2 separate regions of the Mus musculus genome follow, and region 1 is linked to region 2. Evidence: chromatin contacts called from public promoter capture Hi-C data. All regions are on one chromosome and are shown on one strand. The core of a region is the stretch at or near the end of the contact, and the rest is flanking DNA. Distances in the headings are between cores, read along the strand shown. Region 1 holds the start of Elfn2 (leucine rich repeat and fibronectin type III, extracellular 2). Region 2 holds the start of Dgat1 (diacylglycerol O-acyltransferase 1).

Region 1 (7,231 bases), core at 4,126-6,625, 2.2 Mb before region 2:
GCAAGCAGGGTCCATCTGTACTGTTGGGGCTCTCTCTGTAACAGGCTTTTGGGGTCAGATGGCCCACTCCAGGACATATACAAATGTGGCATTGGCGCCTGCCTTTGTAGGCACTTCTCGCTGGGGCCATATAGCTTTAGAAGGAACTTCGTGATCATTCCTACTTCCCCATCAGCACCACAGCTGCTCTTGAGCCATGGAGACCACAGATTCCCAGAATCTACCTCTTCTATGATGGAAAGTAAATGGTGATTTGGCATCATTACCCTCCCCCACCCTCCCCCGCTGTCTTCATCTTGTCTGCCTGGACACAGAACTTAGAACTTCCCCAGGTTCCTCTGGGATCTGCTATCGGATCCCACAGATCTTGGGACAGCCCGATGGGACCTTCTTCCTAGACCTCGCGTAGACCCAGTGTGGCCCTGACCTTGGTGTCATATGAATGAGGACAGATAATGAGAGCCATTCTGGTTTCTGGCTTCTGCCTTTGGCCAGATGCAGGGGAAATTGTCATTGTGTCATGAGGGTATATAGGTGGCCCTATAGGGACAGGGTATCATGAGGGTGTATAGATGGTCCTGTAGGGACAAGGGCTGAACCCCCAGCTCCTCAGCCTACACCCGCTTGTCATTCATCATGAAGCAGGTGAGGCCAGGGACGGTCTTATAAGAACACACCCCTCCCTCCCATTCTGGACCCCAGAACCTGAGCAGCAAGCTTGTTTTCGGTTTTGCTGATTTTAGCTACCGAGTTGAGGGGTAATCCATCACACAACAGGTGACAGATGTGGCAACAGAGGCAGGGTTTCCTGAAGGAAGGGAGGGCATAGAAAGTAGGGGAGGTGGTCTTAGCCTCCAGTGGGAGGCTTCCATCTCCATCCTCTTCCTCCTGACAGTTCCTCACTTGTCCTCCTAGTGACTCTCTTCAGCCCACCTTCAAGGTCTCTCATCCTTCTTAGGACCCAGAAGTATTTGACCTCAGATCAAGGCAGAAGGCCCAGAGAAGGCAGAGGAACCTGGCTTTCAGCCTTGCTTCCTGGACCTACTGTAGTGTCCAGGAAAACAAGAAGGCTGCCACCTGAGGACCCCTTGCTGAGAAGGCATTTCTGTCCCCTGTCCTTACCTCCTCCTGTTCCATGCCTCTTGGGATATCCATTTTGGGCACAGGACAGGGTATTCTCCTAAACTCACGTGTGCCCTCTGGACTGCCTCTCATTTTGTCTCTCCCCTGCAGTGGGTCAAGCAGTCTGTCCCAGCCCCAGAGGCCCAACAGGAGTGTGGCTCCTTATAGCTCTGTGCATGTATCTGTGATTTGAGAATTGCTTAGCCTAATTTCCTAGCGCCAACCCAAAATGTCACACAGATCGAATGAAAGAAAATCAACATGTATGTGAAGGATGCATCTGGTGGCTACTCAGCTGAGTGTGTGCCCGGCACCCCCATACATCTCTCTACGCTGCTCTCCAAGCTCCAGACAGAAGACCTTCTGGGGAGAAACATCCTGATGATATGGGGTCATTGGCGTGTGAGTCACATTTGTTCAACTCAGGAACAGAGGTCACTTTGTTGGTGGGCTGTGGGGACCACTCATCAGTGCTGTGAGAAGACCCCAAGGTGGGTGAAGGTCTGGAGTGTAATACAGGGCTCCAGGCAGTTGGAAGTGCCCGCCATGTTACCTTGGACATTGGGATTCTGGGACGGTTCCTATACAGCTGTTCCTTTGGCCCACACATCAGTCCACCTGTGAGCTGTTAGCTCAGCTTCAGGGAGGGGCACTTTGATTCAGTGCGGAGAGAAGAAATTGGGTGTTATGGAAAGAGGGAGAGAGAGACAAACGTCCCCAGATGATCCTGTGAGTGCTTCAGGCAGCTGATGCCAGTCACTTGGCATCTTTCTAAGACCACATCTGCATCCTTGCCCGGGCTGCAGGCCACCTCTGGAGGGCTTAAACAGATGAGAGAGAAAGAGGAGTCTGTTACAGGGGACCAGGTGACAAATGGAAAGGCCTGGCCTGTACCTGGGATGTGCTCATGCCCACTTCTGCCTCACCCCACACCCCTGGCCTGGGTCTTGAGGTTGAACTATTCCCAGTTTTCTGAGAAATTTCCAAAGTGGTTGTACAAGTTTACTCTCCAGCCAGCAATGGAGGAGGGTCCCCCCCCTGTTCCACATTATCGACAACATGTGCTATCCCTTGAGTTTTTGATCTTAGCGGTTCTGACGGGTGTAAGATGGAATCTCGGAGTCGTTTTTATTTGAATTTCCCTGATGACTAAGGAGTTTGAACATTTCCTTTTTGCTTCTCTGGCATTTGAGATTCCTCTGCTGCGAATTCTCTGTTTAGCACTGTACCCCATTTTTAAATAGGGTTATTTGTGTTGTTGGTGTCTACCTTCTTGAGTTCTTTATAAATTTTGGATATTAGCTCTTTGTAGGGCTAGATGTAGGGTTGGTGAAGATCCTTTCCCAGTCTGCAGGCTGCCGTTTTGTCCTTTGCCTTACAGAAGCTTTTCAGTTTCATGAGGTCCCATGTATCAATTGTTGATCTGAGAGCCCGAGCCACTAGTGTTCTGTTCAGGAAGTTGTCTCCTGTACCAGTGAGTTCAAGGCTCTTCCCCACTTTCTTCTCTATTAGATTTACTGTGTCTGGTTTTATGTTGAGGTTCTTGATCCACTGGGACCTGTGTTTTGTTCAGGGTGATAGATAAGGATCTATTTGCAGTATTCTGCATGCAGACATCAGGTAGACCAGCACCATTTGTTGAAGACACTTTCTTTCTTTTCTTTTTTTTTTTTCTGTTGTATAGTCTTGCTATCTTTGTGGAAAAAAATCAAGTATCCAGAGGTGTGTGGATTTCTAATTAGCCTGTGTTCCCATACTGACACCATGCAGTTTTTATGACTACTGCTCTGTAGTCCAGCTGGAGGTCAGGGATGGTGCTACCTCCAGGAGTTCTTTTATTGTTCTCGGTTGTTTTTAGCTATCCTGGGTTTTTAGTTTTTCCACATGAAGTTGAGAATTTGCTCTGACAAGGTCTGTTAAGAAATGTGTTGGAATTGTTATGGAAATTGCATTGAATCTGTCAAGTCCCGGTGTTCACACTCATACCAAGCTCTTTCTCTGGGTCTTTTTGACCAGGAGGCTGCTATGTACCCAAGTTTTTTGCTAACACGGTAGCCACAAGCCATACGTGGCCACTTAAGTCTAAATCAATCAAAATAAAAAAGATAAGTGCACCCGGCAGTTGTAGAAGCCACGGTTTTAACCACACAATAGCCACAAGAGGTTAGTGACTCCTTAAATCATTTCCGCTGTGGTGGAAAGTTACATTGGACAGTGCTTGTGTAGAGAAGGCCCAATCAAGGAACCAGATGGTGTAGTCAACAATGACACCACCTCAGCCCCGGCCAATGTCATCATCTGTGTGGTGCAACAACGGAGCTCAGAGAGGGAAACTGGCAACAGCTTATCTCTACCCTGCAAGGGCCAGCCTTCAAAGCTGGAATGTGGGAACCATGGAAGCTCAAAACTACCGCTGAGTGAGTCTAGCCAGCTTTGCAGGCCCCAGGAGAAAAGAGAAGGCACCAGTAAGGAAGTGCGACCTTAACCATTTCTTACAGGCGGGAAACTGAGGCTGGGGGTGGGGGTGGGGCAAGGTGTGACTCTCACTCTGGCTGATGACCGGGACACTCATACAGATGAATCAGAGATGTTACTTTGCAATTCTATGCCTGGTGCTTCCCAGAGTCAGTGCTCAATGTCTTGGACCAGGGCTGGATTTAGTAGGCCTCTGCCAGCGCCCACCTCAGCACACGCGAGCCACAGGGAGTTTTCTGCAGTCGCGCATTTGATCCGCTAGAGGGCGCAGGGGCAGCCGTCTCTTCAACAGAAGCGAGCTTGGCGGAGGTGGGATCGGGAGATGGTGGGGTGGGGGATGGTAGGGGCGGGGGTGGGGTGTGTGCTACTGGAGCTGGACCCACCTCGGTGCCTAGCCTCGGTTAGGGAACCCTGAGTTCTTATGGTCCCTCTTCGGGGAAGGGGATTAGGTTAGTAGACAGAGGCAGCATAAGGTTTCATTGGGTCTGCAAAGAAGATCTGAAGGATGGGTAGGAAGAAATGCGCCTGCCACTCAAAAAGGTACAGGTCGGGAGGCTTAGAGGTGAGACACCCCACAGTCTCTCTAAATTGTGACATAACAGGTGGCCTGGGTCTCAGCGCTTATCTACCCTTCTGGTCCTATCCTGGGCTACTTTCCTGTCCTCGGATGACAAGAGCGAGGCGATTTTGTACAGCATTTCTTTCTGCTCTAGTGCTACCCAACTCCACGGGTCCCTCTGTACTAAGTACACCAGGATGCTTTCCGCCTCTGTGACTTTGCACATGTCGTTCCCGCAGTCTGGGATACCCTTCTCCACTTCCTTCAGCTGAGCAACTCCTACCCATCAGCTCCCATTCATCTGTCCAGACTCAGCCCAGGCCTGTTAGGAGTTCCAGCAGCCGGGCTGAGTCGCTGTGCACCACCTGAGGACAGGCTCTGGTGAATGCGGCCCGGAAAAGTGATTGCGAAGCACAAAGTCTGGCGGCGGCAGAGCTCAACTGTCTGGGTTGGCGGGTCACAACGGCTGGAGGAGACTCCTGACATCAGCCCAGACTCCCACCAGCTGCTTGTGTGCCCAGCTTCGGGTGCAGAGCCTCAACTACCGCTGCCTTGCAGGGAGACTCCCTTGCAGGTGGTGGTGGTGGTGGTGATGGTGGTGGTGTCTGTGTTTGAAGCGGAGCTTAAGCTGTGGCCAGGAAGGCCTTAGGAAGTTTCTCTTTGTGGCCACAGAGCCCAATATGCTCCCGGGGATGGGGTAAGGCAGCGAGGGGTAGCCAAATGCCTTGGTTTGGAGGCAGGGAGAATTGGGAGACTCCACGGACTCGGACTCGCTGTATAAACTTTGGGCAAGCACTCTGCTCACCCGCCTCAGCTGTCCCGCCTGCAAAATGGGAACGCAGCAGCTCCACCGCAGTGCTCTCCAGTGGTTACACGCGGAACACCGGGTCAGGGCGCAGGCGGAAAGGGGTGCTCGGGCATGGGAAGGGGGGAAGCGGGGTTGGGGATGAGATTGTCCTCGAGCAGGGCGCTGCACCCGGGGCAACTTTGCCTCCAGCTGTTGAATGAGCTGGAGGAGGCGGTGGTGGGGTGAACTGAGACATAGCCCGGAGAGAGGTGGCCGAGGTGGGGCGGGGCCGGGGGGCGCGCTCGGCGGGTGCCCGGGGCTTGGCGGTCCGCGGTGCAGCCACCTCACAGGGCGCTGCAGCTGCAGTAGCGCCAGAGCCCAGCGCGGCCCCCGCCCCGTGGCGTGTGTCTGGGAGCGCGCTTGTGGCCGTGGAAGCAGACGGCGGAGGGGCGGGAGGGTCTGCAGCGGAGAGAGGCCTGTGAAGGGATCTGGCTACAGAGCCGGACGGACCGACAGACGCAGTGATCGCCAGCCCCTGAGGTCCTCCGCCCAGCACCCGGGCCCTCTGCGGGCAGCAGCCCTACGCGGCGGGAGGCGGGGGTGGCAGTGTCTGCGCGCACACGCACGCTCACAGACACACACGCCCGGGCCACGCCACAGACACACGACACGCACAGAGCCACGGCCGGCCGCCGCGCACACTCGCACCCGCGCTCACGCTCGCTCTCCGGCGCAGGCCCCGCAGCAGCCGCTGCCGGGAGGTGGTGGCATCCCGCTCGGATCCCAGTCAGGACTGGAGGTGAGTGGATTCCTCCGGATCCGAGTGCTGCAGGCGGCTGGCGGGGACCCCGGGAATCCAGGCTGAGCTGAGGGCTCCCTGGCCGCCAGCGGGGGTGGGGCTTGGAAAGGGACCTGGGAGGGGAGGATGAGGCAGGGAGAGCCACTCTTCTTGGTTCTTCTTGGTCTGGGGATCCCCCATAAGACCCCCAAGGGACCACCCTGCGCAAGGTGGTGGGGGAGAGGCTGGGCGGAGGCGTGGTGGGAGGGCAGGGAGGACGAGCGTCGAGGTGAACATTTTCGCGGTGGTGATGCAGAAGCTTGAGCAGGGTTTTGCTAGCCAGTACCACGCCGCACCTCTCTGGCCCCCATTTTGGCGAACCAGAGCTCCGGCCCGCTTTTCACTGAGTCGTGGCGGGTCAAGGAATTCATCTCACTGGTAAGGGGGGCTTCACAGGGTGGCTAGATCTCTAGCCCAGGGGGAAGGGACCGGCTTTCGACTTGCCCCCTATCTCTCAGGGGCACTGTGAATGTAGTAGGGGGACCAGAGTTAGGGTATGCTGGGACCCTTGCAAGGACTTGGATTTTTTTCCCCTCGGCAGGGCTGGTGTGGGACAGAAGCACCAGCATAAACGGACAGACTGCAGCTCTGACTGAGCCCCACCATTGCCTAGTGGTGTGTGTGTGTGTGTGTGTGTGTGTGTGTACTGCTACTGGCTAGGAGGGGGTAGAGGGTGGGTGTGTTGGCTGGTGGGGTGGTATATGCATGTGGAAAGGATGTGTATTGACTCAGGATAGACCCCCATTGCCACACAGACACACACACAATCTGTGGCTCAGCAGGGCTTCCTTGGAATATTTGGAGGGGAGAGAGCTTGTATGTGTCTGTGTGTCTGTATGTGCCTGTGTGCGTCTCTCTCTCTCTCTCTCTCTCTCTCTCTCTCTCTCCCTCTCTCTCTCTCTCTCTCTCTCTCTGAATCTGCGTACTTGGGGAGATTGTGTGGAGGAGGATAGAGGCTGCCAGGCCTCGGTGTGTCAGGCATGACCAAGGAGAATGAGCCGGGGACACTGCTCAGAATCTCAGCCAGATCTGGATACATGTGGTACTTAAGGGTACTTCCCAGGGCTCTGGACTCTTCTTACCCTGCAGCTGGCTCCTTGTTGAGAGATACAGGTGTTGAACTGGGGTGTGTGTGTGCGCCTGTGTGTGCTGAGTGCGCGTGCATGTGTGTGCGCGCGTGCTCCTGTGTCCGGCTGCGGATGTCACTGTCAGCAGGCCAGGCTGTGGGAGGAGAAGCTGGGGGAAGGGGCAGCTGCTCGGCAGTACCTGGAGGAATGTAGTAGAAGCTGCAGCCCTGGCTGTTGGCTTCGCTGACGGAGGAGGGGCATCTCAACACCCGGAGCTGCATCACGAGGGCTAGGCATGTTTGCCTCTGTGTGTGTGTGTGTGTGTGTGTGTGTGTGTGTGTGTGTGCTTGGCTCTAACTGTTTCTGTACCCTGTGGACACCTG
Region 2 (6,860 bases), core at 2,330-4,829:
GGGCAAGGTTTTGTAGAAAGCAGCAAGCGGGGGCAGGGGGCAGTCAAGGGTGGCAGTGGTGGTGGTGGTGTTTCTGGCCTGGCAAGCATCTAATTGGAGAGCTACTATGGCCTTTAGCATAATTGGCTGGGGCTGGGAGTCAACTCATATACTTCTGTTTCCCTCTGCATTGGTTGTTGTGAGGCAGGGGTGGGCTTGTAACCCAGGGATGCAGATTTGTTGGGGGGGGGTAGCCTGGAAACTGAAATTGGCACAGGTCTTGTTGGGGGAATAACCTGGAGGCATAGGTCTTGTTGGGAGGTAACTTGGAACCTTATGCCAGTTTACCAGAGTTCAAACTTAGGTCAGGTGCTCTAAAATGGAGTCTGAACTTAAAAGAGTTGGTCTCTCACAGACCCCTAAACTGTGGGTGTGTGCTCTTGTACTGCTAGACAGCTAGGCTGGGCCAGTATGAAGATTCCCAGGAGGAGAGGCACTTCTGTAACCACAAGTAGCCCTCAGATTCTAGACAAGGAGAACAGAGGAAATAGGAGGCAAGGCTGTGCTGGGTAGAGAGTTAGAGCAGCCACGGGAGTGAGGGTGGAAGGCTCACCCAGCAATGACCCTTGGCAAGCAGGTCAGCAGGTGTGAGTTGAGTGGCTCAAAAACTTTGATGCACCAAACTAGGTCAGTCTTAGGTCAGAGCCAGCCCAACTGCCCACATCCTGGCAAGAACAGGAGGCAGACTCACTCAGATTCCATTCATGTCGAAAGGGAGAGACGTATCTGCAGCAGGTCATGTCCTATGTGCCAGCAGCTTGGAAATTATCCCAGTGGTGGAGGACATGCTCTCTGGGAAGCTGGGACAGCAGTAACAACAGGAATGAAGGCACATCTGGGACTGGGAGAAATGGTTAATCAGGCTCTCCACAGAGGATCTTAACTGTCACTGTCCCTAGCTGGAACAAGATCGACAAGGTTTCTCTGGCTGTCCTGGAACTCAGAGATTCATCTGCCTCTGCCTCCCCAGTGCTGTATTAAAGGCCTGTAACCACCATTGCTCAGTAAGAGATTTCCTGTAAAGGCCTGTAACCACCATTGCTCAGTAAGAGATTTCCTGTAAAGGCCTGTAACCACCATTGCTCAGTAAGAGATTTCCTGTTTGTAGAAGAGGAGCCTAAGGCTCAGATAAACAGTTGTGGGTGAACAAATAGCCTAGGACTGTCTTCACATAGTACTGTCTCCACCCACCCAAACACCACTTTTTTGGTGGTAGCAAAGGCATACAGGAAGTCTTGTATCTTCCTACTTTCTAGAGGACCCCACAGTTTCAGGGCCTTGATTGCTTCTGTTTCTTTTCTTTTTTTAAAAAATATTTATTTATTTATTTATTATATGTAAGCACACTGTATCTGTTTTCAGACACTTCAGAAGAGGGCATCAGATTTTCTGTTATGGATGGTTGCAAGCCACCATGTGGTGTGTGTGTGTGTGTGTGTGTGTGTGTGTGTCCCCGCTTCTGTTTCTTTATGTTAGTAGGCCAAAAGGAATGGAAACAGCTTCCTGGAGGGTTTTGATGAGCCCTCTTCTCCACCACTGCAAACTCTCCGAAGCAGGTTTTCCTTGGCCTGCTTGTAATCCTAGGGTGCTGGGTTCAGCCTGAAGCTGTTTGTGACTTTTTTTTAAAATTAAATTTTTAAAAAACATTATTTATTGTATGAGTGCTCTGCTGCATATACACCCACATGCCAGAAGAGGACATCAGTTACCCTTATAGATGGTTGTGAGCCACCATGCGGTTGCTGGGAATTGAACTCAGGACCTCTCAGAAGAGCAGCCAGGGCTCATAACTGCCGAGCCATCTCACCAGCCCTGTCTGCACACTTTTTTTTTTTTCAAGACAGGGTTTCTCTGTGTAGCCCTGGCTGTCCTGGAACTCTATAGACCAGGTTGACCTCGAACTCAGAAATTTGCCTGCCTCTGCCTCCTGAGTGCTGGGATTAAAGGCGTGTGCCACCACTCACGTTAAATTTCAACAGTGAAGCTGTCTGCATATCGCAATCATCCATTCCAGCCTTTCCTCCTTGAATCAGGCCCTGGAACTCTGACATCGGTGCCATCTCTTTGGCACAGGTCTCCATAGAACCATCCTTCCTGATGGCTCTGGTCATCCTCTGGTCTCTTCACTCCCATGGCCTCTTGGAGGCTGACAGCTGTAAGGCTGAATGTCAATGAATAGCTGTCTCCAAGGAGGACTTTCATTCTCTTGGATGGTGTGGATTCATCTCTGGCTTTAGTGGCAGCCTAGGCCTCAACCTTCCACTTTTAGTTTTTGGTTTCAAACTGGAAGCTGGTGTAGCCAACGTGCTAGCCCAGGAGAATGTGGAAGCCTCGTATTCACTTAACAGAGGAAGGAGCGGGAAAGGCATGGCAGAGCTCACACGACTTACCTTCACTTCAGGCTCCCAAAGAGACTTTTTCTTTCACTCTGCCTCCTTTTGGGGTCACTATTCACAAAGACCTAGCCCTTGCCTTGCCAAGGACCAGATGAAAGACTGGGCCAGCAACAAAGGAATGCTCGGAGACACTGACCAGGTTGGCTCTGATCCACAAAAGTCCAAGCCTGGGTTCGCTTTTCTCTGCATATGTACAAAGACACCACCGGCAGGGCAGCCCAGATTGCTCATCATGAGATGTGTCGTGAAGAAAGTGTGACCTGAGGGAAGGAGTCAGTGGATACTACAGAAGTGGAGGGAGCTTAATAGGAAGACTAGTAGCATCCTGTAGGAGAGGCTACCAACCTTGTCCTATAGAGGTGCTTCTTAGGCCTGCTATTCCCCAGAAGAGAAAGCCACTATTCTCCTTGGTCCTTTATAGTGTTTCTGAAGGAAATTAGGTGCTTCCTCAGGTCTAGAATGTATGCACGGCGGTGTCTAAATCAGGCACGTTGCTTGTCGGGCCCTCGACAGCACTGTGGGGCGGTAGAGGAAGAGGCCATGGTGACTGGTGAGTTGCTTCTTTTAACTAACTGGGCAGTTGCACACATTTGCTGTAATGCGAAGCTGGGTATTTCTCCAGTTTGATCCTTTGACAGGCTATGTGCTCCAAGGTACATTTAAACTGGTTCCTGCCTAGCAGCTAGGGATCTTTCGGAGAACGATGCTGCCAGAGCAGATAAGTCTGTCGGTTGTGCGCTCAAAAATGGATTTGGAACCGCAAGACGTCAGCGCAGTTTCATAAATGACCTACACTCAAACCGCTGCTGGGGATGACGAAAGGATGTTTTTACATAAGTGGGACAAGAGGCAAGCAAGAGGTCAGAGGAAGTGCGTAGCTGCCAGGGAGCCAGGAGCCGGGGCAGTTCTCCTCCCGCTTGCTCCTCGCAGTGAGACAGCACCTCGGACCTCTTCCACCGAAGTTCACAGCCAAGCTGCACACTAGTTGCTTCTGCCAGCCTGTGACTGCAATTCCCAGAGTGCTATACGTCACCAGCTCCCGGTGCCTTCAACTCCCAGGAGGCTCCGCGCTCTGCTCCCGCGACTCCCAGCGTGCTCCGCGTCTTCGATTAGGCTCCGCCTCCGCTCGGCCTCGGACTACAAATGGACTCTCCAGTTGACGCCACAGCCAGTCAGCTGCTCCGCAGCATCGCAGCCTCAGCGTCGCAGAGGTAGTCGTGCGCTGCGCCGGCTACGGAGGCCGGCAGGGGGCGGCGGCGGAGGCCGTTGCTCAGGGTCCAGAGGCGGGGCCGCGGGCTCCAAGCGCTGAGAGCCGGCGGAGCACGACTGGGCCGCGACGAGGTGCGGGCCGAAGCCATGGGCGACCGCGGAGGCGCGGGAAGCTCTCGGCGTCGGAGGACCGGCTCGCGGGTTTCCGTCCAGGGTGGTAGTGGGCCCAAGGTAGAAGAGGACGAGGTGCGAGACGCGGCTGTGAGCCCCGACTTGGGCGCCGGGGGTGACGCGCCGGCTCCGGCTCCGGCTCCAGCCCATACCCGGGACAAAGACGGGCGGACCAGCGTGGGCGACGGCTACTGGGATCTGAGGTAGCGGAGTGCCTGATCCCCTTACATCTGACCTCTCCAGTGACGCTCCTAGTTCTTAAAAGTTGGCCACAGCTTTGCGAGTTACGCGGCCGGGGCTCCCCTGGGGCTGTACTGGGACACGGGCTTTGGGGAGAGGGTCACTTGCCAAGGTCACCCAGGTGTGGTCGTGTAGCCGACCAGGGAGTCTGGGTAGAGGAGTGGGCAGCAGCCCCCTTTCCATATTGCTTAGGAAAGTAAGCACACCTTGAGGCAGAGTCCCTTGAGGTCCTTTCTGAGGAGTGGGTAGCAGGAAATGTGAGCCCCGGGGGGGTGGGGGGTGGAGATGAATGGGCTTTCTTCAGTGGAAGGAGGCTGATGTTTTCCAGGGAGGGTTATGATGAAGAGTTACCTTTGCAAAAACTACGAGGGGTGTCCTGTGGGTAGAGAAGGCTGCTAGAGGCTCCAGAGGACACACGCCTGTTTGAGGCGATGGGTATGGGCGTTTGCTCGGGGCAGAGGACAGTACAGGAAGCTTTCTAGTACTAACAGGCTGCATGGCTTATTCACCCCTCTTCCAGCAAGTAGGAGGGCCTGAAGGAAGCCCAGCTTATGTTACCAGAATGACTTCGGGCTATAGGGGCAGAGCTGACTACTAAGTGAGACTTTCATCCCGTGGTTGGAGTACCGGAGAGAGGTTTGGTATGAACACACCTATGGGAGAGGCCCTGCTTAGCTGAAGAAATGGAGACTGTCTCCTACAAAGCCGGCCCTGAGACTCTTTTTGGTGATCATCATGGGACCCTTTAGTAGCTCTGGGTTAGGAAGTACCTGAGGGGCTTGGAGGAAGTGGCTATCTAGGGTGGCAAAGTCTGGTTCTCTTTGTATCAACAATCTTTTTCTAGTGGGCACGGTGCCCCCCACGCCCCAGCTGCCCTAGGGTGTTCACAGTTCACCCAGGAGATAAGATAACTTCAGTGTGAGGCAGGTATGGCATATTATGAACAAAGGTCAGGTAAGGAGGCCTTGGAGGCAAGAGTGGGGGAGGAGGTTGGCCCTCCTTAGAGGGATCATGATTTTCTGTAAATCAAAGCTGGTCTTGAGAGAGGCTGGCCTCCCATTTTCCACCTGAAAAGATGTTGTGTGTGTGCGCTCTCTCTCAAACAAACACACAAACAGGGTTTCTCTGTGTAGCCCTGGTTGTCCTGGAACTAGTTCTGTAGATCAGGCTAGCCTCAAACAGCTCCACCTGTGTCTGTCTCCCAAGTGGTGGGATTAAAGGTGCCCGCTGCATCAGAAAAGATGTTAAGGGTCCTATGTCCTAAGGTCCTGTGATCCTAACAATCCCCTATTCTGAATGCCCTCATTGTCCTTTCCTTTAGGAGTCAGGAGTTTGGCTAGTATGACCTCTGGAGCAGTGGGGAAAGTATCTTTTTATCTTTGAGGTCTCAGTTGTAGGCCAAGTTACTATGCAGGGATAGGCAAGAGAGAACAGTCACACCTCCTGATGACCATTGAACTCAGTGTACTCCGGTGGGAGGCTTGTGCAAGCTAGGAAAGATGTCTATGTGTGTGGAAAGGGTCTGTGCTGTGGCCCCTTCTCCTCCATAGATGGATGTTGCATTATGGGGATGGGGAGTTTGTCATCCCCCAGTGGGCAGTGGGCCTCAATCCATGTTGGGGATGTCACAGGGCCGGAAGCCTCCTAGGTGAGGAGCTAGATTCCATCCCTCCACATTGGTGGGCCAGGCTCTGCCTGCCCTCTTGGAGTTGGCCTGTAGCTCAGCCTATTGCAGCTCTTCCCTTGCCAGCTCCCCCTCCCCCTGCTGCTGTTGCTCTTGGCAGCCCAGCTCAACTCTCACCCTTCCTCTTGACTCCTTGAGCTTCTGTGTCTTCCCCTCCCTAGTACTTCCTGCTCACTTTAAGCAGGGCCATTGAGCCAGGTTCTGGATGTCAGCTCATTTCTTCTATCCTATGGCAAGGTGAGGCTGTGCGTTTTGTCTACTGAATGGCACCCAAGGCAAGACCTTAATGGTGGTAGGTTTTTCCCAAGGTATTTGTCTTTGATTATCTTTTGTACATCTCTGTAGCATGGTCTAGGAATTATGAGTTGCTTGCTCTCTTGTAACCCAGGGCTTGGGTCAGAGAGCAGCACAGAAGTGTCAGGTGTCAGCTAGAAGAGGAGCTGGCATTCTATTCCCTTCCTTTCTATTTGGGGTCAGATCTGAACTGTGTGGTCCCTAGATGAAGCCCATACTTAGAGGTTGGTCCTTGAGTGTGGCACAGATCTTGGCATGTGTGTATGGATGGGCTTATTCTTGTTCTACAGTGTTTATGTGGAGTTGTAGGAGAGTCAAGAGAGGATGCCACCTCTTCCTTGTTCTCTGTGGTTAACTCGAGTAGGCCTGGGTAAAGGACCTACCATAAGACAGGAAGGAGGGCCAGCTATCCTGTGTCCTTTTAGTCTCGGAGTGAGTGTAAGACAGTTGGAAGGCACAGGACACAGGCAGGCTCTTTAGTAGGTGAGAGGGTGGCAAAAACAGCTGTCATCATGTAGCCAGCTCCTCTTTTCCCTGCTGGCCATTTCTGCAGCCTGCCCTTCAGCCTACTAGCTTCTGGTCACAGTGGCAGGCTCGGAGCTTTGCAGGCAATGGTTGATGGGGGCTTCCTCATCAACCTGGGACAGATATCTCTGGCCTAGGGAGGGAGGGAGTGGCATGGGTGGAGGCAGGGCAGTAGGAATGCTGCCTTCAAGATGATGGATGGGAGAAGAGGACCCAAGACACCAGTGTGGACAGTTGAGGAAGGAATTGGAAGCCCAACAGAAGAACCCTGGGGAAAAAAAACCCAAAACCAACCAACCAAA

The links. Promoter capture Hi-C pulls out the DNA fragments that hold promoters and counts their contacts.
Region 1: a promoter capture Hi-C map of liver shows a contact between it and region 2, with 5 times the contacts expected there. The contact joins the promoter of Elfn2 here to the promoter of Dgat1 in region 2. A contact is called at or near these places in 2 of 39 promoter capture datasets (hippocampal neurons and liver) and 1 of 9 other capture datasets (adipose tissue).

The regions. Positions count from the first base shown.
Region 1 is chr15:78,716,915-78,724,145 of GRCm38.p6, reverse strand. Elfn2 (leucine rich repeat and fibronectin type III, extracellular 2) reads left to right here and starts at 5,375. Exons shown (of 2, transcript NM_001358692.1): 1 at 5,375-5,742.
Region 2 is chr15:76,508,713-76,515,572 of GRCm38.p6, reverse strand. It overlaps Dgat1 (diacylglycerol O-acyltransferase 1), which reads left to right and starts at 3,579. Exons shown (of 17, transcript NM_010046.3): 1 at 3,579-4,018. The coding sequence starts at 3,792.